2 separate regions of the Mus musculus genome follow, and region 1 is linked to region 2. A link is a contact called in public HiChIP or PLAC-seq data. All regions are on one chromosome and are shown on one strand. Each heading gives the region's core, a stretch centred on a gene start, on an enhancer-like site or on the middle of the called end of the contact. The rest is flanking DNA. Distances are from core to core; before and after follow the strand shown. Region 1 holds the start of Nckap1l (NCK associated protein 1 like). Region 2 has its middle 17 kb from the start of Gm52195.

Region 1 (3,231 bases), core at 46-2,545, 60 kb after region 2:
TCTTCTGTCCTCCTTTGTCATGTGTTTGAGTGTACACACACACACACACACACACACATACACACACACACACACCTTGAAAACAAAAAAACAAAAACAAAACATGCCTGTTCTACCTTAAGATTTTGGGTTGAGGGTTGGAGAGATGGCTCAGTGGTTAAGAGCTCTGGACACTCTTAACAGAGGTCCTGAATTCAATTCCCAGAAACCATATGGTGGCTCATAATCATCTATATTATGATCTGGTGCCCTTTCCTGGCATGCAAGTATATATGCAGATGCACTCATACATTAACTAACTAACTAACTAACTAACTAACTAACTAACTAACTAATCTTAAAAAAAAAGATTTTGTGTTCAGCAGGTCTTGAGTGACGTCAAAGAATTTGTGTGTCTAGTAAGTTTCTTTTAAAATATTTTGTTTTATTGTTTATCAAACCTAACAAGTTTCCAAGTGCTGCTGCTACTGCTGGATCATGCTTACTGATTCACTGTACTAAATACTACAAAGGATATCAATATTAGATATCATACCTGTCATTAGGAAGGAACATATGATGTGGGTGGGAGAGAGAGAAAGCATATGCTTAAAAATATAACAAGGAAGCTAATCCCAGCACACTGGAGGTAGAAGTAGGAGATCAGAGGTTCAAGCTTATCTTCAACTACATAAGGAGATAGATTGAGTATAGCCTGGGGTTTACAAGACTTTCTCAACCCTTGCAACCATGTGATATATATATATATGTGTGTGTGCGTGTGTGAGAGAGAGAGAGTGTGTGTATGTATATATATGTTTATATATAAATATATTTATGTTTATAAATAAAATATAGTGAACATGTCATTGAATGGAATAGTTAGAAAGAGACCAGGGTCCTAAAGGATGCTGGGGCCTAAGGGTCAGTAGAAAATAACAGGCATTCTTGACCGGGATCTAAAAGGGTAAGTGTAGAGGTGAATGGGGCTGGTAGTAGATATTTGTTTGGTGTGTGCTTTGTCTGGGACATTTGGGGAGAGGGAAGGCCAGAACAGTTGGTACTGCATTGTGAGGAGCCGTGAAAGCCTGTTCTCTTCCTCAGCTTCCGCCCACTTCTTACTGAAGTACTGCACAACCAGAAAGAGGAAGTCTCCTCTGCTGAGGGTGCAAGAGGAAGCACAAGAGGGCTCTGAAGGCCTGTGAGCCATAGTGACTGCTATCCTCCATGAGCCAATTACAGAAGCAACCGGAAGCTCGGTGCACCAACCAGGGCGGGTCCTTTTACACAGAGGGTGTTGCCAGCCAGGCTGAGAATATTTGGGGCATTTGGGTCTTGTTATCCGGATGGTCCTCTCTCTCGGTGGCCATCATGTCTTTGACCTCTGCCTATCAGCTTAAATTAGCAGAGAAGCTCACGATCCTGAATGACCGAGGACAGGGAGTTCTCATCCGCATGTACAACATCAAGAAGGTAAGCAAGAAGACCCGTCTAGCAAATCATGGCAGGAACCTGGAGGCCTGCAGGCCCAATAGTCAAGCCATATCTTTTTCTCCATTGCTTTAAGTGGCTTTCAGCCACTTAGACGGTATGGTTCCCACAGTTTGGGGAGATAGAGGGAGGCTTCTTTTTAAGGCGTGTCCTTTCTAGGTATTATTCTTGCCTTTTTGAGAGCATCACCTTTCCCCTATGACTTAGGGTTGGGTGGGAAAGAGAATATTTGTGTTGTGAGTGATTTGATTAAGGGTCTGGGGTCTAGAATTTGGGGTTTACTTATTGTCAGTTTCTCTAGTTTTTGAGTTTTCAAGTTGTGTCTCTGGCAAAAATTGTGTTTGTGTGTGTATGTGTATGTTTGTGTGTAATTATTTCCTTAAAAGGGGAAACATTTAAGGAAGTGGTGTTTTCTAAGGTAGTTTGGGGCTGTGAATGCTGCGTGTGTGTGCTTAGGAGAGTAACTATGAAACTGGACAAAGATGATGCCAAAAGGTGAGCCAGCGACTGTAGAAGGCAGGATAAAGGTGGGTAATTGTGAGACTTTCCAGGAAGAGAAAGAAGGAACTTGTGGAAACGGACCTTTGTGCGTTTTGTAGTAAAGCACCAGGAATATGGTTTCTGTCATGTCGTTTGTAAAGTCTCTTGGGACCCAGAGCTTTATATAAAGTCCAACTTATGATCAGCCACTTTTCTCACTACTTCCGGCTTCAGAGGAGGGGTGGGGAAGCAGCTTCCTCTCTGTGTTAGAGCTAAGCCTCAGTTAAGACAAGATGCCAGGTTGTTAGCTCTTAGGAGTACTAGTTCACTGTCTGGAACGAACTTGGTTTTCAACTACCCTCATGCTTTTATAATAAAATTTCAGACTGCCATTTCCAAAAGAGATAGTGGGAGTGAATGATGCATCCAAAGGCTTGTATCTAAATGGAAAAATAGTACGGTAGTTTAATATTACTTTTTTTTATGTGTAGACCTGTTCAGATTCAAAATCCAAGCCACCTTTTTTACTGGAAAAGTCCATGGAATCATGTCTCAAGTACATCAACAAGAAGTTTCCCAACATAGATGTCCGAAATAGCACGGTGAGAACTTGGGTTCATTTCCTCCTTTCTGTAACATTATTCTTGCATGGCAGATTATTGCAGACTCTCCACTTTGTCTTGTCTTTAAGTGTAGCCACCTATAGTTTCCTAGACTCAGACTCGGGGCTTCAGGCATTGAGGGTCGTAAGCTCAGATGGGAGCCTCCCATGGTGAACTGGGGCACAGTCTTGCCAGCCAGGTTCATGAGGACACCTGGTACACAGAGAAGCATCTCCACCAACCTTGCCGGGCACATCTTTTACTGTAGCACTTGATCTACACTATGCTTCTTTGTTGCTGCATGCTATGCATCCAGTGGCATATCCTGTACTTCTGTATACAGCACAATACTCCTGTACTGTGTTATCCCTAGATTTCTCTCACTCTATTCATAGTATCTTTATACTCTGCTTCTTTTCCTATTGATTTATATAGCAAATGTCTTCACTGAAATGAAACTGAAAATCTCCTTTCAGCTAGTCTTCTGACTGTAGTTTGAATCACATCTGGCCATCCAATCCAGATAGAAAATTTCTGTTTAGAGACTGGAGAATGCTGGCGAGCTATTGATCCCACCCTAGCATGTTCACCCCTTAAAGAATGACTGGGTATTTAAATTTTCAATTCTAATGATTGTCTGGAGAGATAGCTCAGTGGTTAAGAATGATATTACTCTTAG
Region 2 (3,605 bases), core at 724-3,223:
TGCTCAATTGATGTGAAGCTTTGCAGCACAGGCAGTAAGCACTTTAGCAGAGGAGAAAAAGGCCACACACACTTTCCGACATCAGAGTTTTCTGGGTATCTCTTATTTTGAGAGAAACAACCCTTGGCTACTATTTGGAAAATTTATGTGTAAATGATGTTATGAAATGCAGTTCATTTCACAGAAGAGAATGAAGTGTAAGTCTTGACAGAAAAAACTAGGCCAAAAGCATCATAAGCCCATCAAATTGCCCAGAGGGGGCTACAGGCCCTAGCAGAAAGAAGCATCATTTCATCATTTCATCTCTGGCCTAGCTAACAGCCTAAATGATGCTTTCAGTGCACTTTTATAACAGACAGGCTTTTCTGATGAGCCTTACTGCCCTTAGAAACTAGTGATGGTTCTTTGAAGAATCACCACCCCACAACTCCAGGGAACAGATTAACAGATTCCAAGTAGGAATATCAGGGAACACGGAGGCTGCTCTGTGATTTAAAATCTGATTCTGATTTGACATATGAGAGGCTACTTCTGCCTCTGCTTCCCTCCTCTCATTTGATGGTCTCAGAGAATGATTTAAGGATGATAGGAAAATCTTATACAGTAACCAAAACCCTAGAATGGATACATAATTAACTTTTTCATTTATCTCTTTTATACAATCTTAGTTATAAATTATTTTCCCAGGTAAATAAAGCCATCAAAATTTTAGTGCTAGGCAAACCTTGGAAGCACTTACTTCTGTCTCTTCATAAAGGAGGTAAATGAGGCACAGAAAGTTTGGCATTTCCAAGGTTCTAACACAGGATCACTAGGTAGCTCTGGCTGCCCTGTGCTATGCACACCAGGCTGACTAGATGCCTCTTGAGTACTGGCTAAAGGTGTGCATCATTACATCCCATGACAGGGCTGTTCTTCGGTCTCTTATTACCACTTCTGTCACTGTTTGCATAACCACCGTTCCTTTAATTCCAACTGCTCACTCAGTCCTCGCAGCACAATTTGTATGGCTTTTTGAAGGGTGGGAACAATGTAGGGGAGAATATGCTAGCATCTGGTACTTATCCCTCTGGGCTTTGAGGAGACAGGGTAGAAGGGAGAGATGAAATGTCAGGGAGAGAAGAGAAGGGAGGAAAGGCAAGGGCTTGGAAACAGGATCAGGGGGAGATGAGAGGGAGATAATACTCATACTTATTTTTTAATTCTTAAAAAATTATTCTAGTCAGGTGGTGATGGTACATGCCTTTAACCCCAGCACTCAGGGCAGAGACTAGTCTGGTCTACAGAGTAAATTCTAGGATAGCCAGAGCTATACAGAGAAACCATGTCTCACCCACCGCACCCCCCCCCCCAAAAGGAAAGAATTTATTATTCTAAGTGTATGGGTATTTTGCATGCATACAATGCATACATGCCTGTGTAAGTCAGGGAGGGCACTGGATCTCCTGGGACTGGAATTAGTCATGCGCAATCACATGGATGCTTGGAGATGAACTTAGGTCCTTTAGAAGAGCAGTCATTGCTTTTAACTGCTGAGCCATTGATTCAGCCCCAAATTCAATTTTCTTTCCAATCTCTCTCTCTCTCTCTCTCTCTCTCTCTCTCTCTCTCTCTCTCTCTCTCTCTCTCTCTCTCTCTATCTGAGATGAGACAGGGTCTATGCAGTTCAGACTGTTCTAGATCTTGCTATCTACATACCAGGCTAGCCTCAAACTCAAGAGATCTACTTGGTTCTGTCTCTGGAGTGCTGTATTAAAGGCATGCACTACCACATTTTACATGCCAGACTTGTATTTAATCTTACAATAGAAAACACTGAAAACCTCACACATCTGAGTGTAAACCCAAGTGCTCAACATACTGAATACCAAGCTTCCTTTTATGTTCATCAGATGACCAGCTCTCAGATGTCTGTATTAGTCATTAACTCTATAAAAAAACATGATCTCAAGAATACTGTGGGGTTTTAGCTATGTTGTCATCTCCTCAAGCTTAGTAATATTCAGGAACCACCAGAGGCTGCAGGCCCTATGGTGGCTTAGTCTGGTGGTGTCCTGAGAATTATTCCTAAGAGGCCTGCAGCTAGCTACTCAGATGACTTCATCAAATACTCTTATGCTTAACATGTCAAGTGTGGTTTCTGTTTTCTTCTAAACTCTGACTGATTTAGGCATTTAGAAGTGAATTCTAGGGGCTGGAGAGATGGCTAAGAAGAGGTGGTTAAGAGCACTGGCTGTTCTTCCAGAGGTCCTGAGTTCAATTCCTAGCAACTGTAACCAACTGTAATGGGATCTGATGCCTTCTTATGGTGTGTATGAAGACGGCTACAGTGTTCTTGTATGCATAAAGAAATTAATCTAAAAAAAAAAAAAAGGAAGTGAGTTCCATAAACTCAACGTTACTAAAGAAAGTATGAGCTAGATGTGGTGGTATGGATCTTTAGTCCTTGCACTTGGGAAGCAGAGGGAGATGGAGCTCTGTGAGATACAGACCAGCTAAGAGCTAGATTAAAAAAAATGAACAGAGAAGAATACAAAGAATGAGGAGACAGCATTTGAGTTGGAATTTGAAGATATTACACCAGGCAGAAAGCAGGCAAAAACAAGACCTGTGGATGGTATGGTCATTAATTTTTATTATTTTATGTATATGAGTAATGACATCTGTACACATGTCTGGCTCCCTAGGACATGGTTAGCCTCCATGTAGGTACTGGGACTCAAACTCAGGTCCTTTGTAACAAGAAGTACTCTTAACCACTGAGCCAACTTCCCCAGCTCCCAACAATGTGGTCATTAAAGAGCACTGTAGGGACAATGAGTTCTCCATGGTTAGATTATGACCAAGGTAGGGCAACTGTAAAATACAGTGGGGGTTAAGAGTACTGGCTTTTGGAGCTGTAGACATGATTATAATTTTGTTTTTTCCACAGTAACCAAGCAACAACTCTCAATCATGTAAATTCTGTAACCCTCATTTTTCTTATTTACCAGTAGGGGATCTAAGAGTACCCACTTTATTCAGATTATATGGGATTAAATGTGATGTACTAGATCTACTAAGTATATTGGAATTTTGTGCAGTTTGCTACATACTAAATGCTCAAAAAGCCTTTGCTGGTAGGCAAAGTAAAAATAAAACAAAAAAAATTTTTTTTCAAGACAGGGTTTTTCTGTGTAGTCCTGGCTGTCCTGGAACTCCCTCTGTAGACCAGGCTGGCCTTGAACGCTAGAGATCTGCCTGTCTCTGTCTCCCAAGTGCCAGATTTAAAGTCATGTGCCACCATCACTAGACTGGAATTAAATTTTTTTCTTCTACCATATGGGTCCTAGAGATCTCTGATTACTTGCCTTTTAAAAAAAAAGATTTATGTTTATTATGTATATGATATGACATAATGCCTGCATGTATGTGTGTACACCATATACATGCTTGGTGTTTGGCCTGAAAGAAGCGTGGATGTGTTAGTTCACACAATCCCAGCATTCAGACTGAGGCAGGAAGACTGACCTTAAATTCCAAGACTACATAGTGAGACTATCTACAACAATACAAAACACAAGGTTACAATAGTAACCTGACAAATCAGGAATAAGCCTGAGATT

The links. HiChIP or PLAC-seq counts read pairs in DNA pulled down with a chosen protein or histone mark.
Region 1: a contact with region 2 is called in an H3K4me3 HiChIP or PLAC-seq map of bone marrow-derived macrophages, with 4 times the contacts expected there. The contact joins the promoter of Nckap1l here to the enhancer-like site in region 2. A contact is called at or near these places in 6 of 39 promoter capture datasets (the C10 cell line, the HPC-7 cell line, cranial neural crest and 1 more), 1 of 15 datasets of contacts at CTCF or cohesin (the NIH/3T3 cell line), 10 of 484 Hi-C or Micro-C datasets (the BV-2 cell line, the G1E-ER4 cell line, the HPC-5 cell line and 5 more), 4 of 115 datasets of contacts at active chromatin or transcription factors (bone marrow-derived dendritic cells, bone marrow-derived macrophages and embryonic stem cells) and 3 of 9 other capture datasets (adipose tissue, macrophages and pancreatic islet).

What each region holds. Positions count from the first base shown.
Region 1 is chr15:103,452,530-103,455,760 of GRCm38.p6, forward strand. Nckap1l (NCK associated protein 1 like) reads left to right here and starts at 1,296. Exons shown (of 31, transcript NM_153505.4): 1 at 1,296-1,452; 2 at 2,442-2,552. The coding sequence starts at 1,351.
Region 2 is chr15:103,391,813-103,395,417 of GRCm38.p6, forward strand. No RefSeq gene overlaps it. Among named protein-coding and RNA genes, the nearest start is that of Gm52195, 17 kb to the right of the region's middle. Within about 2 kb of position 1,974, at least 21 of the 459 cell types and tissues checked have an H3K27ac peak or open chromatin away from gene starts, as enhancers often do. A contact at or near this core is called in the BV-2 cell line, bone marrow-derived dendritic cells, bone marrow-derived macrophages and 1 more, where this site is marked.